2 separate regions of the Sparus aurata genome follow, and region 2 is linked to region 1. Evidence: chromatin contacts called from public Hi-C data. All regions are on one chromosome and are shown on one strand. The core of a region is the stretch at or near the end of the contact, and the rest is flanking DNA. Distances in the headings are between cores, read along the strand shown.

Region 1 (6,030 bases), core at 30-2,529:
AGTACATAACAATGCTGCTACTATTGATAGTTTGTGAGGGGGCAAGTGGCAAGCTATAAAGCAGAAACTGGATAAAGCTCCTTTGTATATGCTTATGTGGCTCTCCCTGCTGCAACTTTCTGCTTTACAACCACGTTAAACTTCAAAGAAAGCACGACAATTTTATACCATACACCTGCTGTCATGACTAATTTCCTTGGTTAGTAAATGAACATCAGCAGTTTGACAGAATGACTAATAATAAAGAGACAAATTCAGTAAATAAATATACAATTCTTCCTTTAAGTCATTTTAAGAAAGCAAACATAAAGACACAAATGATTGACTCACATACAATCTATGCATACAAAAAAGTTAAGTATAATATGAACATATGAAAGAATGAATTAACACACCCTTTTCCGACAAACACAGGTGTTTCTGATAACATTAGTAATGGTTTCCTCTCAAGTGTCCCATGAAAGTGAGCGAGCGTGCACAATGCCAGGAAACCCTGGAACTGAGGCAGCTCAGTGAAATTCACCCATCATTTTTTCCTCATGTCATGTCAAAATGTCCTCTGTAAAAGAGACCTATTTGAATGATGTTTGAATGCAGGTTAGAACAGTTTCAGTACATAGAAAAGACGAGCGGCTGATGGGGAAGTGACTCATGTTCTCCTTCTTTCTACTGTGGTATGCTGGTTAGTCAAGTTTCCAGGATGGATCTGCTATTATCATATCGATTTAATGACTCTTTTATTACATTTTCCTGATGCCCTGTTCCATAATAGTTGTGCAGCCATCGGCAGACAGGCGGGACACCTGCTACAGGTAGCCTAACAGGTTTACAGGCAGGTAAAGGAGCAGGAACAAGGGAACACTGCTGCCTTTGCATACAGAAGAGCTGGTTTGCTAATGAGGAGCAGCTGTGCAGGACAGTGTCGGGTCACACAGGCTCATGACTTGTGTCTTCCAATTTAACTATGCTATACGTTAACATAAAATACTTTATTATGAACACATAAATACAGCAAATATGCACCATGTGTCTTTGTGCGTAATAGCTCTTGGTCCTTTCAGTTTATGGTGCTTATATTTAACTTTAAGCTCGTCAATGATTACACTAACCGGCCTATTACGGTTTTAATCATTACAGTCATAAAAGTAGTTTATAAGGCACATAATAACTTTTTGAAGACGGGCTTTATTAAACATTGACCTCTTTGGTTAAGGTTGACCTTGCTGTGCCAACCCGACGCACACGCCTCCTCCAGCCTCAATTTCCCAGACGTCTATTCGGCTTACGTCACAGTGTTGTTGCGGAAGTGCCGGGAAACGCTGTGTGTGTGATTTTTGACAGCTTGCATTCATCCTTCAGAGCAGATATCCAGCAACGGTTAAGTGGTTGTTGCGCCGTCGTTTACGTGATTTAAAAAGTGAGTTATGGCGGCTCTGAAATACGCAGGTATGGACGATACAGACAGCGAGGATGAGTTACCTCCCGGGTGGGAAGAGAGATCCACGAAAGATGGTTGGGTCTACTATGCAAAGTAAGTGGGACAGATGTAGTAACGCTAACTGTCAGCATTCAGGAGTTTAGCCGAAGCCCCCCTCACAACCAACGGATAATGTCGGCTAACACGGCTTGCTAGCTGCACCGGTTTATTTAAGCTAGCGTGAGTTAGAAAATGCACAGAGCTCACGTCACGGTTGGTTTTGGTGCTAAAAAAGATGGACTGTTTAATGTGAAACGTTTTTTTATGACTGGCAGCGAGACTCAAATTGAAGTAAGAGTTGTTATCAGTACTGTAGCTCAGAGGCTGTGACGATGGGACAGTGGTGGGTGATGGGACAGAGCAGTAGGTGGCTTGTGGGGGGCCACAGGAAGAAGACACAACCTGTGGGGAGACACAACAGTGCCGAGATACTTGCTCAACATTTCATTTTATTCTGTGCGTCAGTGTCTGTCATTGATATGATGAAGTCTAGTGTGTAGTATAGCTACTCTGAGTAAATAACACTACTGCCACTATTGATATTTTGTGAGGGGGTCAGTGTCTGTCGTTTATATGTTTGAAGCTGGTTTGCATGTGATGTCAACGGTGATGTACTGTGGTTTCTTTCTTGTGATAAATACTACTTGTTGTGAGTCGCTTTGGACAGAAGCTTCTGCTAAATGCCCTAAATGTAAATGTTTAAAGTTGGTTGTTTTGTGAAGCCCTCTCTATATGTATTCTTTTGTTAATATGTGTCATGTCTCCTTTTATTTCCCTCACCAGCTGTTGTTATGATTGTGTGTGCCTTTTCTATAACACCATTCATGGGGTTGCCTTTCATTTATGCTATACATTCTGTTGTTGTGTCTTTTCATGTGCAGCATCACGGCGAACATCAAATCTACTCTGATCAATATGTGCTGTTCTCAGTACATTATAAATACGTAGATGAATGAATGAATGAGGTAAAGTAAGGAGCAAAGCCAGGGTCATTTTTTCAATCTTCTTTTGTGTCTGTGCACCAACAGCCACGATGAGATGAAGACACAGTGGGAACATCCCAAGACAGGAAAGAAGAAACGTTGTGCTGGAGGTTTGCTATATTAAAGTGTTTTTCCAGTGTCTTACATGTATTTCTATGTGCGTGAGGCTCACTTAAAGTGGTTTACTGCAGTCTCTAATGCTGTTTTAACCTTCACTGTGCAATAATTCAGTTTGACATTTCCCTTGTTAATGCCTTGTTTCTTGTTTTGTGAGTTACTTTCTTTGTGAAAGTACTGAATTAGTATTGTTGCAGCTTACAGCTATGCTATTCATTTTGTGCCTTTGCATTCAGGCTGTTGAAGAAGAATTCTGTCTGTTTTTCCCACAGATTTACCGTATGGTTGGGAACAAGAAACTGATGAGAAAGGGCAGATCGTTTATGTTGAGTAAGTAGATCGATGATTGAACCAGATGAAACAAATGAGCCTCTTTTTAGCCTCACAGGCAAAGCTAGACGATACATATTTGGGATATGATCTCCTCTATAACATCCTATTTTCCTCTGTCACTTTCAGCCACATTAACAAGCGGACAACATACTTTGACCCGCGACAGGCATTTACAGTTGAGGATGTGATCATCAAGCCAAAACGTTATGACGGAAACACTGCTGCTCTCGAGATCCTGCAGGGTCGTGACTTCTCTGACAAGGTTATCGTCATAACTGGAGGCAACTCTGGCATTGGTGAGTTTCATAAAATCCTAAACTGTTCTACCAATTTAATAACATCATGTTAGAAATCATCAATATGCTGTTAAGTGTGTTTCCATGATGGTGCCACTAGATGGTGTTGTGGTATCACGCTGTAGTAGAAGGGTGACAAGAGTGTCTCTCCATCTCTCCACAGCCAGGCATTCATCAACATTAGCCTCCAAAATGATACACTTAGACTCAACAAATCACTCCTTAATACCGAACATGATTGTATTGAAGTTCATTAGCTGGGCTGAATTGGATGTCATTGTTAACTGTAATGAATGGTGTCCATTTGTAGCCAGCAAATGCATGGCTCACTATATAATGGTCTGGAAACAAATGTATTTCCTCTTTCTTTTAGTTTAAATTAGCACAAGTAGTGGCCATTTGTTCAGACTTGCTGCTTTGTTCGAGATAGATAATGACAGGGAGGGAAATCAAATAAACATAAAATCTTTAATTGTCTTTATATTCAAATCCTTTGTCCCAAGGAAAGTCACAGCAGTGTAATTGCTGTGTGTGTGTATTACGAGATGCTGCACAGCAGCACTGTAGTACATAGATTTACAGCAGCCTGGGGACCATCGCTGAACAAAGATGCTTGTGAACTTAAATGCCTTCCTGACCTTGATGTTCTTCCATCTATCTGCCTCTTTATAATCATATTCATAGATGCATCATACCGAATTTATACAAATCTTTCGTATGATTTCAAATTGTTGCGCCATAAACAGTAAAATGATATTAACAGTTTACAAACACAAATCTACAGTACATTCCTTTTTTCTGGAAAACTTCTCAACTGAACTGAACTTGGATGTTTTTGACTGTTTCTTTTACAGTGTAGAAATGACACAACTAATTCACAATCACAGCACAATCATGTAACATGAAAGAAGATGAACGTTCAGTCATTGTTTAGACCCAGGATACATAAAAGGCAATTAAAAAAAAAAAAGCCAATGCATAAAACAGATGCATTGAACAAAAAAACAACCGTTTAACATTGTCCAAGTACAAAAATCACTTTGCTTAAGATTGGAAGAGCGTTGTGGTTGCATATGGAGCTCTTGTGTAGAGATAGCTGCTTGAATAAGAAGCTGCATTTAAACTTGAAAAAATTCTGTTGTGGAATAACTACAGGCTTTCCTTCTCACGTGTATCTCTCAATTTGTATAGAAGAGAATTTTTATAATTTTTCAGCAGCAAAATGACCAAAACATGCATCAAATCTAAGTGAGGCATTTGTAATTAGGGTTTATTATTATTATAATTTTATAAATAAAGAGTTTTGTCAAGTAGTGTTGACTGAAACAGCTTCTCTGCCAGTCCCTATAACTCCATCATTATCTTAAAGAGCTTTGAGAAGAAGTTAGGTGAAAGCCAACTTTTAAATTACTTTCACAACATTCACCGAACAAAAACGAAAATAAAAACAAAAATGTTCTTCTTTAGATTAAAATTGGTGAGCAATACATATATAGTGAAAGGGGAAAATAGTTTTCCCCACTAGAGGGCACAGGAGGTCCACAATGTTGTTGGTGTTGAGGTTTAAAACGTTGTCATATTAACTGCCTCACATGTGCATGTTTTCCTTAGTTAAAAAAAACTATATAATGAAAAAGATAATCCACATTTAAGATTTGCTGCGATGCATTCAGCAAATGAAAATTTGTTCATCTGAAAAAAAAGCAGCTTTTCTCAAAAGAATGCATCAAACAGCTCCAACTCACAAACATTTTTATAGTGCGTGGATGCTTAATAAACTCATATTAACATAACCTTTGTTTTGCTTTACCACATATTGAATATGCAGCAGCCATAATTGACTATATTCTAATAGTAATTGCTACTACTCGTGTGCTCCTTTGACATTCCACTAGTGAAATGTGGTTATGCCAATTGGTTGGACCCACTTAGCATTTTAATGGCATCAATAGTGTTTTAATCCAAGTGTCAAGGCTATTTCCATTTTCCTCCGCGCTTACTTCCTCCACAGGAGTTGTGACATTTTTATTAGCAATGGTGGGATATTATTTAATTAGCGCATTTACATTTCAGCTCTTTGATTTAGTTTTAAATGCACACGAACATGAGAAGCACCTATATGAGTTTATTTATGCGTGAAATGTCATAGTGTCTGCCTGTGTGGCCATGCAGACTTGAAGCTCCATTGCAATAATGCTGGGAGGCGAGACAGTAATGTGGTCTGTCTTGCCGATGTGATCGCTGCGCTCGGTTCACATTAGTCTTCCTCTCGCTGCTTTCTTTTTGTAAATTAAAAACCAGTACCGACCTGAGTGGTGTTTTTAATTGTGATAATGGAAATGAATGATCGCAGTTTGTTTTCCCTCTATTTCTACTTCTCTCCTTCCCTCTCTCCTCCTCTCTCTCTTTAAAGGTTTTCTTACTCTTATAGACCTGTGGTTGTACACCTGTACCTCTGCATTGATTCCTAAGCGGCTTTGACCCGGGCCTGAGCCTCCTATCCATCCCCATTACATACTCCTGCTCTGGCTCTAATTCCCCTCCTATCAACTAACTCTCAGGTTATTTACTGGCCAGGGGTCCATGGAACAGTTGTCCTTAAAGGGCCATTGTTGTGGTATGTCTGGCACCCACTGGGTTCAGAGAAAAATACTTTATTTCTTCATATAAAATGAGTGCATTACATTTGTTTTTTAAAAATAACCAATTTTTTAAGTCTAAGCACTTTCCTAAAATACTTTTTTCTCTGCAAGACTATATTTGTATTGTGCTGTCATAGCAAATGCAGTCATCTGTGCCCTGCAACATCTCCTTTCAGGACCCA
Region 2 (6,853 bases), core at 4,078-6,577, 180 kb after region 1:
CGGCGCACGAGTCAATAAACCGAGGCCGGAGAATAGAATTACAGTTGGTACTGATGAGATTAATAATGTGGCGTGTCTGTGTGTGTGTGTGTGTGTGTGTGTGTGTGTGTGTGTGTGTGTGTGTGTGTGCGTCTGTGTGCTGCATGTGCACACTTTTTCATGCTAGAGAGGGAGGCAGAGGAAGGAGCTGTGAATCTTGTAGAGTGCTGAGAAGTGAGGAGGAAGTGCTGAAATATTGTTTCCTGTGCCTTCTGTCCTCCTTCAAACACAGGAAGTGAATCAGTGCTACTGAATTCCACCCTGCCCCTCGGTTTGCGACTAGAAGTCGAGCACGCACAGGAACAGAGAGCGTCCCACACAGTTTCCTTCCACACCCCTACGACGACGATCAACAGCGTTCCACTTGATCAAAACCTCCGAGGCGTCGCACAGAGCGAGACCCTCCAGGTACCAGGTGAAAATCCTGAGACTCAACTAATCCTATCAGCCCCCCCTTCGCAAAGAAGAAAAGAGGTGCCACGAAAAAAAGAAGAATAGCATCTCCAGTTCTAGGTTATAACACAAATGTAATTAAATAGCACACTATATTGACCTAATCAGATAGGAGGGCCATAAATTAGTGGACACATGCTCACTAAAAGGCCCTCTCCTCTCAGCTAGGACGCATCTCTGATCGTTTATCATCTGAAAGGAGCAGGAAGGCAGCCAGTATCTCTCTCTCTCTCTCTCTCTCTCTCTCTCTCTCTCTCTCTCTCTCTTTCTCTCTGTGGTGCTCTCTCGCTCGCTCTCTCTATCTCTGTCTCTCACTCACTTTTAATCACAGAGGAAAATCATTCCTTCAGGAGGCAGCAGGAGGGGGATCATGCTCTCCCATCTTGTCCCTCACTCTGGGCTTTCATGGTGGTGGTGGTGGTGGTGGGGGGGTTTAATAGAAGCCAGGTGACTGACTGACAGTGCAGCACAGGTGAGTCACTCAGCTAATGCAGAGTGTTAAAACATGAAACACACTGAAAGTTTTCATGGGATACACACACGTTTAGAAAACAAAGAGAAAAATACACTACGTATGCACACACACACACACACACACACACACAAACGCAGGTGTCCAGCAGCAGCAGCAGCATGCATCGTGGTGACCTTGCGTGGCAGCTTGTATCTGAACCGTGCTGCTCTTCAGGACGCTTCGAGTTCATCCGGCTGCTTTCAGGAGCAGAAACACGCTGCAGGCCAGAGTCAGTCTGCACCGAGGCAGGCTGCAGACTGTCAGCCGCTCCAAAACCAAATTACCGCCGAGCGAGTGCCTCCTGTGGCTTTTTTCGCCTCTTTTTCATTTTTTTATTTTTTTATTTTTATACTCTCATCAGCATTTTTTATGTCAGGAGTCAAACAAAGGGGTCTTTACTCAGAGGCTAAAAACTGGTCGATTGCCAAATTAACTTGGAAATTTTAGTCACGCTGGAAAAATGATGCGTTCCGATCAGAGATGAGTCAGTTTTAATCGTAAAGCCACAGAATTTATTTGAAGTGTTTGGAGTTTATTTCCACACGGGACCATCAGCACGGAGTCTAAAATTCATATTTTTTTCTCCTCCCCAAAATTAGACAAATTTTGTCTCATCTCTCTCGACACAAAGGTGTGTTATCAGTTTTGGTCATCTCGACCTTTATCTGCGCTCCGGTTTGAAATGAAACTTTCCACACACGATACTCAACAAGTGGACAGACAACCGAGTGAAAAGTGCAAGTTTACCCTCGAATCAATCATTAACTCGGCTTTTTCTAGGACACCTGCAGCAACATTATTAGGCCCCGAGGCAAACAAATGAATTGATGTCACCCATGCCGCGCACCGTGGTTTGATTTTCTGCACGTTTTAAAAGCGAAATTAAAGATGTTTTCCGTCTTTAAAATTACGCAACAGGTGAAGAGCGTCACTTGTATTTCTCGAGAAGCAAAAGCAGTGAATAAAAGGAAACACTGTGGAATATTTCGCCGTGTATTTTACAGAGACGGAGAAAAAAAAGAGTTTAAAACGCAAAATGAATCATTAATTGTAAAATCACACTAAAAACACACCTGAGAGCTGGATCTGATCCTGGAGCTGTTACAATTATGCGCCTTGTGCGCAACATCTGCAGCGCGCTTTAATCAGAACCAGATGTTTTTGAGCAGATGTTCATCCTGTCTCAGGAACATTTGTGTGACTGAAGTCTTTCCCTCTTTTCTGTTCAGATTTCAGATTTCAGGACTGACAGTGTGTGGTGTGACAAACAACATGCACAACTGAAACAAAAAAGAAGAAAAATAATAAAACATTTTCAAGGAGAATATATTTGTTTCCATTCACGAAGGTTTATTGATGAATGGTATATTTATTAAATTCCATTTTGTTTAAGAGTCAACACGATGTCTGCCAGTTCTCTTGCACTGTCCAGACAATACATTTATTAGTTTTTTACTGTGTAGAAATCCAATGGGCATCACAAAAGATGTATATGGCTGCTGCTTTTTATTTTATTTTATTTTATTTTAAGAATTATTCCACAACACCGGGAGAACATTAACATTAACACTTCACAGTTTATTTACCGAATAACACCCATAGGGTTCTGGGTAAACTTAATTAAGTTCCTTAGAAGAAAGGAAAAACACATTAACAACGAAGTAGCAGGAAGAGGAAGCTCATTTGTTGCAACACTGTAGCGTGAACAAGTGGCCTGTTTCTCATTTATTTCAGGACATGCATCATAATCTGCTTCTGCTCTGCTCGAAAGCGATTTGTTATATATCTTCAGCCCCACTTGTTGATCGCGATAATCTATTTAGTCAGGAAATATTGTCTCTGCTAAATATACCGATGATGCTCACCTCGATGGCGTTGCTGTCTGTCAATACAAATCAATACTGAGCACAACGTTTTCTGTTTTTTCATCCCACAATGTCCTTTTTTTTCCTCCTCACAAGGCTTCAGAAGAAGCTTGTAAATAAAATGATGGAGGGTCGAGGTTTTATGAGAGGAAAGTGACGGATGGATGCACTTGTTCACACTTTCTTTTTCTTTCTTTTCTTTTTTCTTACAAATAAATCCCAAAAGGTGACGAGGGCTGAACAGATGCAGTCATGGTGCAATACAATCATCATACACAAGTTCACAAACACAAGCAAAAGAGAAAAAAAAAAGGAAAGGAAATAAAAGTCCAAACACAATCCCGCACATGACCAGCATGCATGGCTTCACACGACTGTTACAGTCTGACATCAGTTCTTTTCTCTCCCACCTCCAAAAAAAAAAACCGTCTCTTGTAACTCAGTTTGATTTCTTCCACAACACACATGGGATGGGTGACATGGAAATGAGGCTCACTTGTATAAAAAAAATGAACAACAAAAAAACCCAAAATAAATTCATATGAAAATAATAATAATAATAATAAAAAAGCTGCAGGAGCCTGAGGGGGGTTTGTTTCATTTCACCACACACATTCTGGGGGGCTGAAGGAGGGGGAGGAAGGATGGACGAGGCGCAGGGTGAGGTGATCAGATCAGGGCGGAACTGGAGCTGATTTTTATGTCTGAAGACGAACATAAATCCTCTAAATGATCTGAGGAGAGCGGCCTATTTTAAGTAAGTGGTAAAAAGAAAAAAAAAACATAAATGAAGAGCAGATCGTCACCCTGAAACAGAAATCACTTCTGAAAATACAAAAAAAAAACAAAAACCAGAATAAAACTCTTTTTGTCCTCAGCTACCGACAGCACAACACAAACACGCACAAACTATTTTAGCTGCGCGCAAATTAAAAGAGTTTTTTTTTTTTTTTTCTCTCGGTTTCTCTGTGATGGTCGGGTATTAAAACTTTTTTTTCAGCGCCGAGACTCACATGAAAAACTCCGGGGATGAGGGGTTGTTGTCGCTGGCGGATCCTCCGTTTTCTCTGAAGCCGGTGCTGATGAGCTTCTCGTATTTCTCCTTGTAGGCGTCCCTCTCCCTGGCCAGCCGGGAGATCTCCTGCTTGAGGTGGTCCACCTGCTGTATGAGTTGCGTCTTCTCTCCCTCCAGGACGTGCCGCTGCTGGACCCGCTTGTACCGGCAGGACTGGGCATAGCCTCTGTTCTTTAGCGTCCTCCTCTTCTGTTTCAGACGGATCACCTCTTCCTTGCTGACCCCCCGCAGCTGCCGGTTCAATTCCCGCACCGACATGGTCACCAGCTGCTCGTCCGAGAACCGATCTTCCAAGCGCAAGTGCTGGTGGTTTCCCCCCGCGCCGCCGCCGGACTGAGACCCGGAGGAGGGGTGGTGTGCCCCGTTGTGGTGGTGGTGGTGATGGTGGTGGTGGTGGTGTGGAGTCCCGTTCTGAGCGGCGGCTGCAGCGATGACCGCGGACACCACGGCGGCCGCTGATCCCATCTCCTCTCCGGCCATGGCGCCCGCTGCCCCGGCTGAGCCGCCGTACTGCTGCCCTCTGGAATAGCCATCGAAGGTCTGGAGCTGGTGACTGCTGCTGATCAGCGCCTCTACGGCGTCCTCCGGGCTAAAGCCCAGAGCCTCGGGGTTCAGCTGCTGTTGGTATCCGGTCATCCAGTAGAAATCCTCCAAGTGAGCCTTCTGCTCGCTCCCTGATCCCGGACTGGGCGCCGAGAAGCTTGGAGAGGGGGGAACCGAGCTGCAAGGCGTGCTCATCGGGGTGGAAGATAGGGATCCCCCGGCGACCAGGCGGCTGCACTGGCTGATGCTGCGATCGGGCTCCACCGGCTCCTTTTTCACTTCAAACTTCATCAGATCGAAGTCATTAACATATTCCATGGCCAGGGGACTGGTGGGCAGGTCGGAGTTGCTCATTGCCAGCTCTGATGCCATCCTCTTGCTGTTGACAGTCCTCCAAAGGGGGTGAGGAGCACCTGTCAAAGTGGGCTGCTGAGACACGCACTGAGCCAGCTTGATTTCTTTATTTATTTTCTTCAAAACCGAAGAAAAAAGTGGATTTTCTCGCACTAATTGCGCAGCGCAGGTTTGGTTTCGTGAGTCGATAAGTTTTTTCTTTTTTTTTCTCTCTCTCTCTCCTTCAGTCTGTGTTGCACAGAGTAGCGCTGTTTCCTCCCTCTCTCCCAGCGTGCGGGTGTCTGAGCGCCGCTCTCTCTGTTTCTACCATTTAACACTTCATGGCTCCTTTTAGGATTAGTGCGCCAAATTGAGGAGGTTCACGTACGTGTCCCGGGCAAATAGTTGCTTTGTGGAGAATGAAAAAAAAGGGGGGGGAAAAAACTCCACCCAAGGATTGATAGATTTTTTTCCCTTTTTTTCCAGGGGATCAGTCAGCCGACGAGTTAAAAAGCATTGCTTAGTTTTATAGGCGGTCTGACGTCACACTGAAATATGAAATTGACCGAGACTCAGCCAATGAGGAGCTCAGCCGGGGGAGCTAATTAGCATAATAGTATAGAAACCCAAAGTTTTGTGAAGTGTCCGAGCCCATCAGCAGATTGACACCAGACTTAATATTCCGTCTTTTGTCACTTTTTATTTGTTATTTTTTTCTGCGCGGAAGGGAAGGAAAAGCAAATAAAAGACAGAAAACAGATTCGGAGGATTAACAGAAGATATCTGATGGTAAATATGCATGTCTCTCTCTTTTGGATTGGCGAGTCGTCACAATTTAACACATAATTCGGGTTTTTAATAATCATTTAAATACATTTTTAGACTCATTGTTTGTTTCAGCGCCGTCAGACTTTTTCTTCCGCCCTTCTGACATTCGTCGTGTCGACAGATAAATATCTTTCACAGGTGTATTTCATTAATTATGCAGGCAGATATTTTTTTCCTAATTAATGAGCCCCAAACCGTCTCTGTCTTGGCGATGAGATGCATCGAATTACATTTTTAATGATTTCCCACCGAGCGACGGATAAATAGTCAATAAATAATCCCGTACCGCAGATGAAATATCAGAAATATCAGAAATACACGTGTGCAGGATGAAGCGCAGCGTCGTGTGAGGACGGTGGAAGTGTGTGAGAGCAGCCTGGCATGAGGTCTGCGTGACTGACAGTGTTTGGAAACCCAACGTCGCCACCTTTCGGTAGAAAATAATACTTCATGTTCCTCCAGAGGTCCTGTGAGTGTCCGGCACTGCTGCTGCTGCTGCTGCTGGGTGCAAATGTGTTTTTGTTTTTTCTCTGCTTTAAATGGAACAATCTTTAATTTCTTTGAATCTTTATTTTCATGTGTGGTCTCTGTTTTTTTTCTTCCTGCTGGACAGGGAGAATATTTCACAGGACCAAATGCACATTTCTGGTTTCCTAAACAACCAAAATATTGCTTAAAATTTTTTTAAAAGGCACCAATTAAAGGAAATATACATGTTTTTTAATTGTAAGAAGAAAAACTATACATTCATTTTCCCCTCATTCACATTAAAGTCAATTTCTTGCAGGACAAACAACATCAAATCTTTTTTTTCTAATCAGAAACCACAGAGACAACTCCTCCATCTGTGTGCTGGTGGACTCTAATGGAACGATCACAGCATCAGTGTTCCTCCTCCTCTCTCTCTCTCTCTCCCTCTCTCTCTGTCTGTCTGTCTCTCTCTCTCTCCCCCTCTCTCTCTGTCTCTCTGTCTCTCTCTCTCCCTCTCTCTCCCTCTCTCTCTGTCTCTGTCTCTCCCGGTGTCTCTCTCCCTCCCTCTCTCGTCCCCGAGCACATTCCTCAGGAGTGGTGGCACATGAGAGCAAACAATAAGGAGGGCTATGCACAGAGGGACCGGAGAGTAAATAAGAGCACTCTCCCTGGAACATGTCACACGGGGAAGCTTCAGAAAACTACAAAGCCGCCAGCAGATAATCCAACTCC

Evidence for each region. Hi-C and Micro-C count contacts between places; a contact is called where the count stands out from the background.
Region 2: a contact with region 1 is called in a Hi-C map of an unstated tissue, with 6 times the contacts expected there. The contact joins the promoter of LOC115586770 here to the promoter of wwox in region 1. A contact is called at or near these places in 2 of 2 Hi-C or Micro-C datasets (skeletal muscle and an unstated tissue).

What each region holds. Positions count from the first base shown.
Region 1 is chr8:8,157,003-8,163,032 of fSpaAur1.1, forward strand. It overlaps wwox (WW domain containing oxidoreductase), which reads left to right and starts at 1,280. Exons shown (of 9, transcript XM_030426104.1): 1 at 1,280-1,531; 2 at 2,506-2,570; 3 at 2,850-2,907; 4 at 3,037-3,206. The coding sequence starts at 1,425.
Region 2 is chr8:8,337,640-8,344,492 of fSpaAur1.1, forward strand. It overlaps LOC115586770 (transcription factor Maf-like), which reads right to left and starts at 5,328. Exons shown (of 3, transcript XM_030426107.1): 1 at 3,885-5,328. The coding sequence starts at 4,861.